2 separate regions of the Pan troglodytes genome follow, and region 2 is linked to region 1. A link is a contact called in public Hi-C data. All regions are on one chromosome and are shown on one strand. The core of a region is the stretch at or near the end of the contact, and the rest is flanking DNA. Distances in the headings are between cores, read along the strand shown. Region 1 holds the start of NKX2-5 (NK2 homeobox 5). Region 2 holds the start of MSX2 (msh homeobox 2).

Region 1 (6,740 bases), core at 2,831-5,330:
TCACCACCACCACCACCACCACCACCGAGGCATGCAGTGGGCAAGTCCCATAACAAGCAGGGTTTAAACTTGATTTCGCTGAGCCTCAGTTTTCTCATCTATAAAATCAGGACAGTAGTAACATTTGTTGGTCAGAACTATGGTGAAATTAAATGCCCTAAGGAAAGGACATCAGTAAGGTTAAGGCTTAGGGGCTCCCTTGACCATGTGAATTTATGGGGCCTCACCACAGCTGGAGGTGAGCACCATCCGCAGGACACCTCTCTGGGGTCCAGCCTCGGCACTCAGTCCCATGGGCAGCTGATGAGGCCCCGACTTGGCATCTGGGGGCATCTGAGGAGCCTGAGAACGCTTGCCAAGGGCTTGGGTTCTTGGCTTTTCCATCTGGAAACAGGCTAAGGAGTTCTTTTAAGTGGGATGATCACGGTGCTCTCCAGCTACAGAGGGCCCAGGTTCTTTTGCTGTCCATTTAATGCCCAGTGCCTGGAACCGTGCCTGGCACACATTAGGATTCAAGGAGGGGAGCTTGGGAGCACAGGGAAGGCGGTCTCTGAAGTGAGGCATCCAGAATTTAACCAGAGTTCGACTAGTACTGGCTATTTGCTCGCAGGTAAGTCATTAAACCTCTCCGGGCCTCAGCTTCTAAACTTTAAAATAGGATTTTATTTTTTATTTTTTGGATTATTGAGGATTATATGAGACAATCTCAGAAAGTGCCCGACACGGAACCAGTATGGTTCCAGCAAGGGTTAGGTTTTATTAGTATCAATGTTATCAATTTGCTCAGCGAATGCCTGTGCCTGAGATCTGAGACCAGTCCCGGGCGGCCACCTCTCTCCTGCTTCTGAAGCGCCGCAAGCTGAAAGAAGCACACGTGCGGGGTCAACGCACTCTCTTTAATGGGAAGGAGATCCTCATTTCTTACAGCAATAGGTAAAAACATAAATACGGGTGGGTGCGTGGGCGGGCGACGGCGAGATAGCAAAGGCCCGGGCGCCCGGCCCTGGCTCGCGGAATGGGCGGCCAGATCTCAGGCCCTGCGTGCCCGAGCTCAGTCCCAGTTCCAACCGGGGGTGCCCATGGACTCTTGGAGGGCACTCCTGGGGGGACAGCTAAGACACCAGGCTGCAGGATCAGTCATTGCACGCTGCATAATCGCCGCCACAAACTCTCCCGTGCGCAAGAACAAACGCGCGTGGGACAGAAAAAGTTCCTAGGTCTCCGCAGGAGTGAATGCAAAATCCAGGGGACTCAGGGTCATGTTGGGAGCCCCTTCTCCCCCCGAGAGTCGGGGAGCTGTTGAGGTGGGATCGGTCAGGGTCGCGCCACGCGGGTCCCTTCCCTACCAGGCTCGGATACCATGCAGCGTGGACACGCCCGAGTTGCTCTGCGGAATCCCGGGGCTCTGAACCGCATTCAAGTCCCCGACGCCGAAGTTCACGAAGTTGTTATTGGCGGCGGCAGTGGCCGGCTGCGCTGGGGAAGGCCCGGCGGGGTAAGCGGCAGTGCAGCTGTAGCCAGGGCTGCAGGCCGCGCCGCCGTAACCCGGATAGGCGGGGTAGGCGTTATAACCGTAGGGATTGAGGCCCACGCCGTAGGCAGGCGCGTAGGGCGCCGAGTCCCCTAGGCATGGCTTGCCATCGCGCACCAGCACTGGCACCGCGATCCTGCGGGCAGGCGGCGGCGGCGGCGGCGGGGGCAGCCCCACCAGCTCCAGAGTCTGGTCCTGCCGCTGCCGCTTGCACTTGTAGCGCCGGTTCTGGAACCAGATCTTGACCTGCGTGGACGTGAGTTTCAGCACGCTGGCCAGCTGGTCGCGTTCGGGGGCCGACAGGTACCGCTGCTGCTTGAAGCGCCGCTCCAGCTCATAGACCTGCGCCTGCGAGAAGAGCACCCGCGGCTTCCTCCGCCGTCGCGCCCGGGGCCGTTCCGCGTTGTCCACCTCTGTCTTCTCCAGCTCCACCGCCTTCTGCAGCGCGCACAGCTCTGAGGGGGAACAGAGAGGCAGAGAGACGCTTGGTAAGAGCGGCTTGACCTACGGAGCGCGGCCGCACAGTAATGGTAAGGGATCCTCGTGGAGGCCACTGTGTCCTGCCTGGAGCGCCCAGCTGGCTGCGGCTCACTCTGCCAAGTGCACTGGGAGCCACCGACACGTCTCACTCAGCATTTGTAGAAAGTCAGGCTGGCTCAAGGCGCTGGAGAACAAAACGGGAGGTCTCTGCCCTCGGGGCAGTTCACACCCTGGTGAGGGAGACAGACGGTGACTTAAAATTTCAGGCTGCAAAAAAAAAAAAAAAAAATAATAATAATAAAAATAAAAAAATAAAAATAAAACAAGGTGATGCTCTGGGGTGAACTGAATTAGGGCTAGTTTGGTTTGAGAAGTTAAATGAACAGAGGCCGAAGCCTCACTGCTAGGGACGGTCTTATCTCAAAATTAAGGAATCAAGAAACAGAAAGCCAGGGAGTGTTGGTTTGGTGATCGGAGGCTCCAGCCTGGCCGCAGCAGGGTTTGCGCAGTGTCCAAGAAGCTGCGGGTGGGCAGGCGGCCTCGGAACCTGCCTTGCTGGCTTCCTCGAATTGGTAGCGATCAGTTCTAGCCGCCGTGCCCGCCCGAATTTGTTCCCAGGCCTCTGCTCCTCAACAAACCTATGAATTCTCTCCCGGCTCACAGCGGCCCTTCGCCCAGCGCTTCGCCCAGCGCCTGCGGCCTCCCGGGAATCGCCCGGGCTCCTGCCTTGGGCTGGGGGGTCTCCCAGAAGGCCCCTTTCTGCAGCGGGGCCGGCCTCCCTCCCCGATCCTGGGATGGCCTGCGGGGTGATCCCGCACTCATCTCGTCCACTCCCTTGTGCCCGCGGTAGCGCAGCATTTCCTAACTTTTCCACGAGGGAACCTCTCCGCCCTGGCCGCGCCGGCAAGTTGTGCTGAAAAAATAAAGTGAAGTCAGATTCCTGAGGGTCCGCAGTATCCCATTTTAAAATCAAGGCCCTCGATCCCAGACTCCACTTTCCTGGCGCAAAGAAAGAAAGGCACCAGAAACCCGGGTCGCGGGTGGGCTGCAGAAAGAAGGTCCAGGACCCTCCTCCGATTGTACGCAAAAGCTGTCTGGTGAGCAACATTTCAATTTCTGTTTAGCGGTTCTCATCAGATCTTTAAAAAGATTCGTAAATCCAAAGGAGATTTAAAAACAGAGATTATCTGCTTGTCTCTCTGTTCTGTCTACCATAAACCGATTTCTCAACTTCCTACCAGACCCAGGAGCAGAGCCGAAGCCGCCCGGTGCTTTGTTAGGCCGGGGGGAAACGTTTTTTGGTCTCTTGCTTCTGATCCTTTCAATCCGGCATTTCCTCTGAACCTCCGATTGGACGCGGGGCGCGGGAGCCTGGCGACAACACCAGGCATCTTACATTCTGAACCCCCCGCCGCAGCCCAGCCCTCGGCCCAAGGGCGCGTGTCTCCTCCTCCTGGCCCTGAGTTTCTTGGGGACGAAAGCGACCCAGGAGGGGAGAAGGGGGCCTGTGTTTCCTCCTCACCTTTCTTTTCGGCTCTAGGGTCCTTGGCTGGGTCGGGGTCGCTGTAGGCACGTGGATAGAAGGCGGGGGCGGCGGGAAAGGCAGACGCACACTTGGCCGGTGAAGGCGCGCGGCCCAGCTCTGCGCGCAGCTCTGGGAGGCCCGGCGCAGCCGCCTCGGGCCCAGCGTAGGCCTCTGGCTTGAAGGCGGCCAGCATGCAGGAGGAGGGCGCCAGGGTCGCCTCCAGGCGGGCAGAGAGCTCTCCGGCGGCAGCCAGGCTGCGCTGCTGCTGCTCCAGGTTTAGGATGTCTTTGACTGAGAAGGGCGTGGGCGTGAGAGCAGGGCTGGGGAACATGGTGGCAGCGCCAGTCTCACAGCGCCAGGTGGGCGGCAGAAAGCGGCGCTGCCCACGGCCCCTGGCAGCTTCCCTGCATGGTGCCGCCGCCCGCCCGCGCACCCGCCGGCCAGCTCTGGATGTGTCCGGGCAGCAGGTAGCGCTGAGCACAAGGGGCAGGAGAGGCGGGACCAGGCCAGAGGAGGGGGACTCAGCCTGCCATTGGGCCAGGGGCCTCGATGACAGGAGCGATGAGCAGTTTCGTGTCACCTAATATAGTCATACGGCAAAAAAAAAAAAAAAAAAAAAAAAAAAAGCCCTGCCCAGCTTTTTTAAAGGGGCCACGACGCATTTGGAAGGGTCTCCTTTTGCTCCTGCAGCCTGCGTTTGCTCCCTAACGTGAGCCTGAAAAGCCTACCAGAGGCATGCAGAGTCAGGACTCTGGGCAGGGCTGGATGGGTGTGGGTTTGAAGAAATATTCCTCAGCACCCAAACCAGAATGGGAGAGAGAAGGATGGGGTGGGAAGCGGTGGGGAGGAGAGTGATTTGAGGAAGGCTTTATTACTGAAGGTGGTGGGATGAGGGAGAGTCTGAATAGGAAGAGAAGCCTGGAGGACAGGGCTGGCTTTGGGGATAGCAGCAGGGCGAGATTCTGGACAATTCGGGGGTTTGGTTTGGCTTGGCCTACAGGGTCAGTCATGCCGCAGGCTCTGGGTGCTTCTGGGCAAGTCAACGAAAGTAAGGGCAAGGTGAGTGATGGCCAGGTGGGGTAGGAGTTGCTGCCTCCTACAGTAGTGTTATGCACAGCACAACTCCAGGGGGCATCAGTCACTGCCAGTACCCTCCCAGGGAAATGCCTCTCCCCTTAATAATGAAATAAATCAGGAATCCCAGCTGGTCAGCTCAGCTTCCCAGGAGACACCTGTCTTGTGGAGTGCCCCAGCTACCAGTCACCTTGTTCCCCCTGTTTGGAGGCCATCGATCCCACCTCCCTCCTTCCCGTGCCCTCCCTGCCTAGCAGCAAGGCCCTCAGGCTTCTGCCAACCTCGAGGTTTCAGGGTCCTAGCCCAGGTTTAGCTCTCAGGGAGGCGGGGCTCCTCTGAGCCCAGCTAGGCCAGGATTTCTCTGAGGCCTCTGGGCCGGACTTCCAGTGGGGCACCCCTGCGGCTCGGTCAGGCGCGTGGGGGAAGGGCAGGGCAAGTGGGGTGATCATGATCATTTTTAGCCCAGGGTCGGTAGAGTAGGGCACAGAAGTCAGACAAATCTGCCAGAGTTTCGGGAGCGCCAGCTGCATGGCCAGATCCCGCCCGGGTGGCCTCATTTCTCTGGGTCCCCGCACTCCTTGGGAGGTCTGATGAAAGCTTGGGGTCTTCTCCATTCCCCAGAACACTGCAGAGAAGAGTTTTATTTTGCTTACCATTCAGGAGTCCGGGCAGGCAGAGCGGGCCCAGATTAAGGACGCCTTCTAGAGCTGGGGATGACAGGATTTGTCAGTGGAAAAGCGTTGGCTTCTCACGGCCCTAGCTGGTACAGGGAACCGCGGGCGGGAAGCTGGGCGGGACGCGTGGACTTGCTGAGAATGGGGATGTGGAGGGCTTGGCTCTTTGAGGAGTGCGGGTTGGCAAGAGGCGCTTGGAGTAGAATAAAGGCGGCGCAGGGCCAAAAACTACCTAAAGACACAGCTCCCGCAGGCGCGCCCAAGGTGCGGAGGAAACGCTCCATGTATGGGGACAAAATAGTGTCTGTCCAGAACGTACATCTTGGGTGCTCAAACCCGACAGTGTGCCGTCTGAGACGCCGACGCAAGTGAAGTCAAGCATTGGCCTGATGTTGGGACTTTTCCTGTCCCTCATCAAAGCCACACTCCCAGGACCTGGGGCCTCCATGCTGGGGAGAGAGGTGAGCCCCGCAGGGCAGCCCGGGAGGCGCGCAACGCCCTGACCCCGGCTTCTAGGCGCCAGCCGTCAGTAGCAGGCCTGGGCTGCCACGCCGAAATCACGCCTCGAGTTTCTGAGCCAGGGACTACTGGGGGTCTGGAATTGTTAGTCTAGTCTGTGGAGGATGCCTTTTCTTAAATGTGGGGCGTTCAAGGCCCAGGAAACCTCGTCCCGCCACCTCTTCACCTCCCAACCCAAATTCTCCTTGGACGGAGCTGCATGTCAGCGGCCTTGCGGCCCTTCCTCGCCTGGACTTTTGGCCACGTTACCGTTATGGCTGTAAATTAACCTAGCTTGGGGGCCCGCCTTGCCTTTGAAGATTGTTTTCGAGCGCGGGCGGGGGTGGGGGGTCGTTGGAGAGGATGCCTATCGCCGAGGCGGTGACGTCTGGCAAACGAGCCACATCCGATTCAATTAAATGTCTCGCTGAAAAGAGCTCGGAACGAGGGTCCTGGGAGCGCTGTTAAGTGAATCTGCTGGCCGGGCGGCTCGCGATGACAGTTTGAAAGATTAGTGTGAGCCGACGCCTGAAATATTACCGTTTAATGGGGGACATCGAGGCTACATCCGGGATCCCTGTTTTTAGTTAGGTTTTTTTTTTTTTTTTTTTTGAGAGCTCTGGAGAAAGAAAAAAATTAGCATTGCCCTTGCAAATCAAGGTGGCAAGGATTTATTTCCTATTTTCGGGTAAGGGGGCTTCCTAGAACTGTCAGTCCTGTGGGTCAGGTGTTACAAAAAGGGAAGGAAAAAAAACTCTCCCTATTTGAACAAGATCAGTGACTGTTACACTCTCTATGCTCTTTGTGAATCGGGTAATGATTTCTCTTGGCTTCCAAAAAGGTCTTGGTGTTGCAGGAGAGAGGAGATGGGGCAAAAACGGACAAATACGTGCAAAATAGAAATTGGGGCGACCCATGCTGGTCTCCTTAGAGGAAAGTCCGAGAGCCATTTGCAACT
Region 2 (7,065 bases), core at 2,515-5,014, 1.5 Mb after region 1:
CGGTGTTGTGGAATTCCTGGCGGATGTTGGCGCCCGCGGGTCTGCCCGCTTCTGATACCCGGGCTCGGTAGAATAGGCCGCTAACGAGCTCCCATTAGGAGGAATTGTCACTCCTCTGGGAGCGAGGTTGTCCCATTAGGGCGAATTGTCATTCCTCCTGGAGCGAGGTTGTCCCGGCTCCGCGCAGGCTGAGTGCTGGGGCCGAGAGCAATTAACGCGGCTCCGGCGCGGGCAGCCGCCTCTGCCCCGGGCAGCGGGGGCGGGGCAGGGCGGGGGCGGGGCGCCCGGCGCGGCTGGAGCCGGTCACCCGGCGCAGCCCCTTCCCCCGGAGCCCGCCTTTCATCTCCCCGCGCCTGGCGCCTGCCCGAAGCCCAGGCCCGTCTACAGCCCCCTTCGCTGCCCCTCCCCCGCCCCCTTCTAGCCGCTGGGATCCAGCGTTCGGCCCTCGGGGTTACAAACGCTGCGTTCTGCGCGCTGTGCTCCACAGTTTGCAAGGAGTGTTTTCTCCTTGGGACTCGCCGCGCGCGTACGCGGTTGATTCAAGAAGGGGCCTGGCGGGTGTAACGCGCCCCGGGGAGCGCGGGAAGGTGCAGGGTTGAGGATCTGCGCTCAGAGGCCTCAGCCGCGCGGGGGGGATTCCTGGGTCTCCCACTTCTACCTGCGCGACCTTGGGCAGAGTATTAGCGCTTCCCAGCCTTAGGCATTCATCTGTGAAATGGGAAAAATAATCTGCTAGCAGCGGTGTGTTGGAAGAAACCAATAAGATCCTGGATAGGTCCAGGCACTAAAGCATCCTTCAGAGTTGATGCTTCCTGGTGGCTGAGTTCCTATTGGAACCCCGCTTTTTTGCTAGCAAATATTGCAGCTACGCATACATCCCTGGGAACTAACATTTACTGAGTGCCTTCTACGTGACAAGGCCAGTCACTCCGCTAGATCACTGTCCCCAAACCAGGACGCTTCTCAGACCGAGCCAAATTCTCAGCCCCGGAAATTTTACAAAGAACCTACAGTGAGGTCTGGGACGCACCTTATCTTTCGATACTTGGCAGGGAGAAAGCATTCGATACATTGTGATTGCTTTTGATATACAATAATGTTTTAACCTGGACCTCCTATGCCTTCTAGTTACTTTAGGTAGCCTATTGAATTTAATCACCACCAGAGTCATCTCAGGTAAGGATTATTATCTCTCATTTTGGAGATTAAAAAAAAAAAAAAAAACGCTGGCTGGAGGAAGCAATTTACAGTGCCCAAGGTCAGTCCGCCAGGAAAAGGTGAATAAAACGTTCTGAAAACGCAGCCAAAGTTGGATTAAATGCAGACTTGGGGCTTTCCATAAAGGGCTAGCGTTGTGTTGCGGTTCCAGCCCTTTCCCAGCAGAAGTGAGCCCCTTTCCCGATTTGTCTCCACCTCAGCAGAGAGCTGGGGAGGGAACTGGCAAAGACCCCAGGAGCAGGCTGGTTCCTCTCTCAGCATCTTTCCTATTCATGGTCAGAGCTTGGCACTCTGATTTTGAACACCAGTAATTTTTTTATCTCTGTTTTCCTATTCCTGGCTTTATAATTTATTTGTCTCTGCCTGGACTTCAGTATTCCAGAGTAGTAAAGGGGACCTGGCTTTTCCTTTCCCAGAGAAGTTCATTAAAATAAAGGAGTTCCAGTGGTATTGATTTTTGTTTCGAATTTCTCAGGAATGAGCCTGTGTGCCTTATAGCTGACAGATATTAACAAGGAGTTTTCAGGAATAATTATAAAACATTGGCTGCGTTTAGCCTAACTGAAAGGTGAACCCTTTTGTACACTTTGGCAGCTGAGGGCTAAACGAATTTCAGATTTGCTTCCAAAATATATAGCCTGCACCTTGCCTTGTACATCTAGAAGGTACAGAACTTAATCTGGATTTACCTGTACTGTATTTGAGATGCATATCAAATCAACTATCACCAGGTATGACTCAAGGGGAAAACGCATACATCTCCAGGTAGTTTTCATAGTTGTTTTTTTTTTAAACTTTTTTGAGCCTCCAGTTGGTTAAGAAGAAATGTGCATATTCTTTATAGTGAGAGAAAAACTCAGAAGTTTTAGAAGACTGTGTTTAGGACTTATTTACTCTTTTACTTTTTCAGGACCATCTTTAATCAAACTGAATTAACTGGCCTGTGCAGACTGTCTTTATCCTCTAAGATTCAGGTAATACTTTTTTCCAGTTCTCTCGGGCCAGCACAGTTTCACTTCAGGGATAGGTTTGGGGTGAAGCAAACAGTGCCTCAGAGAGGTACATTGGGAAGGGTACATAAGGGTCTGTAGGTCTAGGGGTCAAGTTTCTAATACTCCTGAACTGGGAGGTAGCCTCCAAGCCTTGGTCATTTAAATAATTAAAAACAATGTCTCTCCCTTCCAATGCTCTAGGGAATGTTTAGCCAGCATCTGCTGTAGGCGAGGTCCTGAACTGGGTGACTTCCTATTTACCTCGTCAGTCTCAGGATAATCGTTCAGATATAGGAAAAGACAGCCGCAGCCTGAAAAAAGTCGTTTGAAGCTAACCTTCTAGGTCAGGCATTTTGAGGACCAGCGGAGAGATCCGAGGCCTCTAATCCTCGAAGCTCGCTCTCCCCTTCCCCAGGCTGAGACAGTCATCACTGAGGCTTTGGAAAGGAATTACCGAGGGTATAATTTGGGGTGGGGTGGAGACATCTATGTTTTTATAAAAAACCAGGTGCCATGAATAAAAATGTGCTTCCCAAAATGATATGTAGGCCTGGGGTGTGCAAACTTGGAAGCCGGTATTTCTGAGACTTGCAAACGAGAGGGAGGCACTAGATATTGGCGACTTTTCCTCCTCCCCCCCACCCCCATTACCCTCCGAGGCAAACACTGGCATTCAAACACGCACGACAAACACAGGCTCAAACAAACTCATGAATGCACACTTGCACTGTCTTGAGAAAAAGGTCGGATCCGGATCGCGCTCAGAAAGGAGGTTCAGGAGACAAGTACAGAGATTTCAACTTTCTAAAAGTGCGCTGGATTTGCTTTCTAGTGAGAGAGATGGGGACAACTGATTTAAATTCTCCACTCCGAACCATTTGGGAGAGAGGCACTCCTGACCACTTCTCGGGCTCCTTCCGGCCCCTCTTTTCCAGGGGAAAGAGTTGTAATAATAACAGTGGGCGCTTTTGAGCGCTGGCTAGTGGCGAGTTACTCTTCTAAGTGCATACATTTCTTTCACAGGGATACTGGCCTGTGAGTTTCAGCACCGACTTTCTGGAATTGTAACGTAAGCCAATTTTGACGCATAGTAGGGGCTTCGTAAATGTTTCTGCAATGCTGTTTGCGAATCTTGAACTTATTCTGGCTGTAGAGGGAGAGTGGGATGGGCGCAGGGTCCCTTTTAAAGAAGGGTCAAAAGAGAGAAGAAATGGGACTCGGCGAACTTCCGCTTTAAATAATCGCTCTTAATTAGGTCTCGGGCTTTTCAGTTTCGGCGTGATTATAACCCTTCAGGGATCGCCTAATAACAACTCTGCTGACTGCTCCTGTAATTAACTCCTAATTTATTTCAAACAAGAAAAAAAAAAAAAAAAAAAAGGAGGGGGCAGCCCCTTCGGGAAGAGCCAATCAGAGGCGAGCGTCTCTGGCGTCAGCGCCAGGCCCGGCGCGGATTGGCGGCGCGCGTCTCCCACTTCCCCTCGGAGGAAAGGCTCAGCTCCCAGCGCGCCCCTCCCGTCTCCGCAGCAAAAAAGTTTGAGTCGCCGCTGCCGGGTTGCCAGCGGAGTCGCGCGTCGGGAGCTACGTAGGGCAGAGAAGTCATGGCTTCTCCGTCCAAAGGCAATGACTTGTTTTCGCCCGACGAGGAGGGCCCAGCAGTGGTGGCCGGACCAGGCCCGGGGCCTGGGGGCGCCGAGGGGGCCGCGGAGGAGCGCCGCGTCAAGGTCTCCAGCCTGCCCTTCAGCGTGGAGGCGCTCATGTCCGACAAGAAGCCGCCCAAGGAGGCGTCCCCGCTGCCGGCCGAAAGCGCCTCGGCCGGGGCCACCCTGCGGCCACTGCTGCTGTCGGGGCACGGCGCTCGGGAAGCGCACAGCCCCGGGCCGCTGGTGAAGCCCTTCGAGACCGCCTCGGTCAAGTCGGAAAACTCAGAAGATGGAGCGGCGTGGATGCAGGAACCCGGCCGATATTCGCCGCCGCCAAGTGAGTGCGCGCCGGGGCAGGAGTAGGAGGTAGCGCGGGGTACTGGAGGGAGCGGGGGGCGGGTGTTCCAGGGCTGGGGGTACCGAGACCCTTCTGCGTGCGCTACACTCCCGGGAAAGCAAGCCCAGGGCCTCTGGACTCCTGGGTGCCCGGGGCGTTCGGCGCGCCCAGTGCGCCGTCCGCATCCAAGACACCCTCTGGGTAATAACCGCGCTGTGTGTGTCTGAGACTCCCTCGACATACAGATTGTTCTTTCAAGAGCGGACCCCAGCTGGGTTTACGGGGTCGCTCGGTGGTCCGTTTCTACAGCCCTCGGCCCTGCGCTCTGGCCACTTGGCTTGTTTTTGTTTCACTGTTCCCCGGAGTCTCTGCCTGGGGAGTGAAGGAGATGGATCCTTGTCCAGTGAGCACTTGGATGTACCAGGAACGAGACAGGTTCAAAACTCAACCCTGAGAGTTGTGCCCCCATTTTAAAGATGAGCTAACTGGGCTTAGCCAGACATTGAGGAGAAACCATTTTCTTTCGTGAGTCCCGCGGGTGTCGAAGCCGGATCCCACGAAGGGATGGTGGCACCAGGGATGGTGGCATCAGAGTCTGGTGCGGGGAGGAAATGTCTCTCTGTGGTCTCCGCAGCCAGCACCTCCCCGGCAAGGTTCTAAGCTTCGCCGGGAGCGGGCTGGGGCCAGAAGCGCACGGGCTCTTCTTGGCTCACAGTGATAATGAACCGCCTTCCAGCAGGGCTTGAGAGTTTGCAGAGTGATGCTCACTAGCTCACCAGATCGAGATCCTCACTGGAACCCCCAAGTGTAGACACTGGACTTGTGACTACCCTATTTTTCAGACGTGGACGCTGAGGCTTTTAAAGAAGACGGCCTTTGCTTGTCCCAGGTTACCAACAACCACTGATTGGCCAGGGGGACCTGTTGCCCGCGCCCTGCTCCTCTGTTTGATATGCCCTGACCACTTTTGCGTCCTCTCCCCAGAGAGACTAGGTAGAGATCCTCACCTGCACCCCACTTGAGAATTGAGGCTGCAGAGAATTCTCCGCTTCAGCATCCATTTTTGGTCCCTGAGTCCTTTTACAATTTGGAGACGTCATCCTTGACAGCCTCTTTTACTTTTATCTCTTGGCTTTTATGGTTTCTCTACCCCCTAATTTCCCGCCACCCCATCCCCTACCTGTAGGAAAGGTGAGGGTGGGGGCTGTGGAGGGACTTTCTCCAAAGCTGAGAGAGATCCTTTCACTATTTACATCATTCAGCCCTCAAGACTAGACGCAATGTATTTTGTTAACAAAACAAGGCCGTATACCCAGGCGTCAGTGGCTGTCCCCTCTGGCAGTCTCTCTCCACCCTGTTAGAAACTCTGAAAGATTCAAAGGGCGAGGAGATTAAGGGACTCAAAGAATTTAAACTCAAGTTTGGATAGTGCTTTATAGCACTTTTCACCGTATTATCTTATCTCCTCTGTAGGGCAGCAGCCGGCCTCTTAACAGATGAGGACATTTCGGCAAAGTTCAGAGAGGAATCGGCAGTTTGGGCCTGACCAAAAAAAAAAAAAAAAAAAAAAAAAATCTTGGGGCCATTTAATGATCACCTACCAGGTGGCAGACAGGGCTCTGGGTACGCTTAAAATTTTAGTACTGTGGACCACATTGAGGGATTAGTGTTACTTACCCACTTTATCGACAGTGAGGTAGAGGCTCAGAAAATTAAAAGACTTAATTTGTTTGACAAATATTGAGTACATAGCTTACGGCTATGCCCAGCCAATGATACAGGCCTTAAATGGAGTAGTGTCCAGAGGTTAGGAATCCTGCCATCCTTTAGGCCTGTGGGTCTGGAAAGGCAATGACTACTACCCCTCCAAACATCCCTGCCCTGTGCTCAAGCTTCCCTGCTCTGGGTAAGGCAACCTCGGGCCCAGGCTGTGACCTTCCCATGAAAAGAACCAGAAATTCTGAGAACCGAGTTTATAACCTGCACATTCTGCACATGTATCCCGGAACTTAAAGTAAAAAAAACAAAAAAACAAAAAAAAAAACACCATGAAGAATTGTCGGTGCTTTGGGCCTGGAGGTGGCAGCGGGAACCCTGTGGTCAGAGCAGTGGGTCCTGAGAATGCCAGGCGACGGAGCCTGGGGCGAGAGGGAGCTACCCGCCCGGGCCTGATTTTGTTATTTGGAGGAAGTAGGATAAACGCTGTTTTGCCTTATATAATCGCATCCTTCCTCTGGCTGGTTTAAAATTAGGTGGGGGTGGAGGGATGGGGAGTGTTGCATTGGGAGGAAGCCTCATAGCTTCATGGTTTTGATACACATGTGCGATCCCGGTCACCTGGATTTCATAATTCAAATGTAACCCGAAGGACCAGCTGGAATTACCCTGCCCAGGCGCGCAGTGCTTCAAAACCCCACGTAGAGCCAGAAGCAAGAGTATATACACACTAGGAACTTGGTATCTGAGCTGAGACACCTGGGTCCTCCTGAGGGCCCGGCCTAGTTTAGAAAGGGCGAGAATTTTGCTGGTCTCTTGAGAGTCTCTGACAGTGTTGTTAATTTGTAAATTAAGAAGCTGGCTCCCCAGCTGTCTAGTAACTTAGGGATTAGCAAATGCAGAAGTATAGACTTTTATGGTAGTTTCTTATCCTTCCCTTTCCCAGATTTCTGTTCTTTGGTTGGTTACAAAGCCTCTTATCTCTTTTTGATTCAGTAAAGTGATGGGTAATAATGCGACACTGGAACAAATCCATCTCTTGTTGGAAATGGAAGCTGGGTTGGGACTTGTGCTGTGTCACCCTCAAGTATGAAGTGTAAACTCTTTCTTGGGCCACCAAAGTAACTAAACAAGAAATGCAACATTCTCCCATGAATAC

What was found. A called contact is a pair of places that touch in the nucleus more often than the background predicts.
Region 2: a Hi-C map of induced pluripotent stem cells shows a contact between it and region 1, with 4 times the contacts expected there. The contact joins the promoter of MSX2 here to the promoter of NKX2-5 in region 1. A contact is called at or near these places in 2 of 7 Hi-C or Micro-C datasets (both in induced pluripotent stem cells).

The regions. Positions count from the first base shown.
Region 1 is chr4:170,893,539-170,900,278 of NHGRI_mPanTro3-v2.0_pri, forward strand. NKX2-5 (NK2 homeobox 5) reads right to left here and starts at 4,081. Exons shown (of 2, transcript XM_518104.8): 1 at 3,534-4,081; 2 at 883-1,986. The coding sequence starts at 3,867. The coding sequence ends at 1,343.
Region 2 is chr4:172,371,510-172,378,574 of NHGRI_mPanTro3-v2.0_pri, forward strand. It overlaps MSX2 (msh homeobox 2), which reads left to right and starts at 3,765. Exons shown (of 2, transcript NM_001135625.3): 1 at 3,765-4,190. The coding sequence starts at 3,812.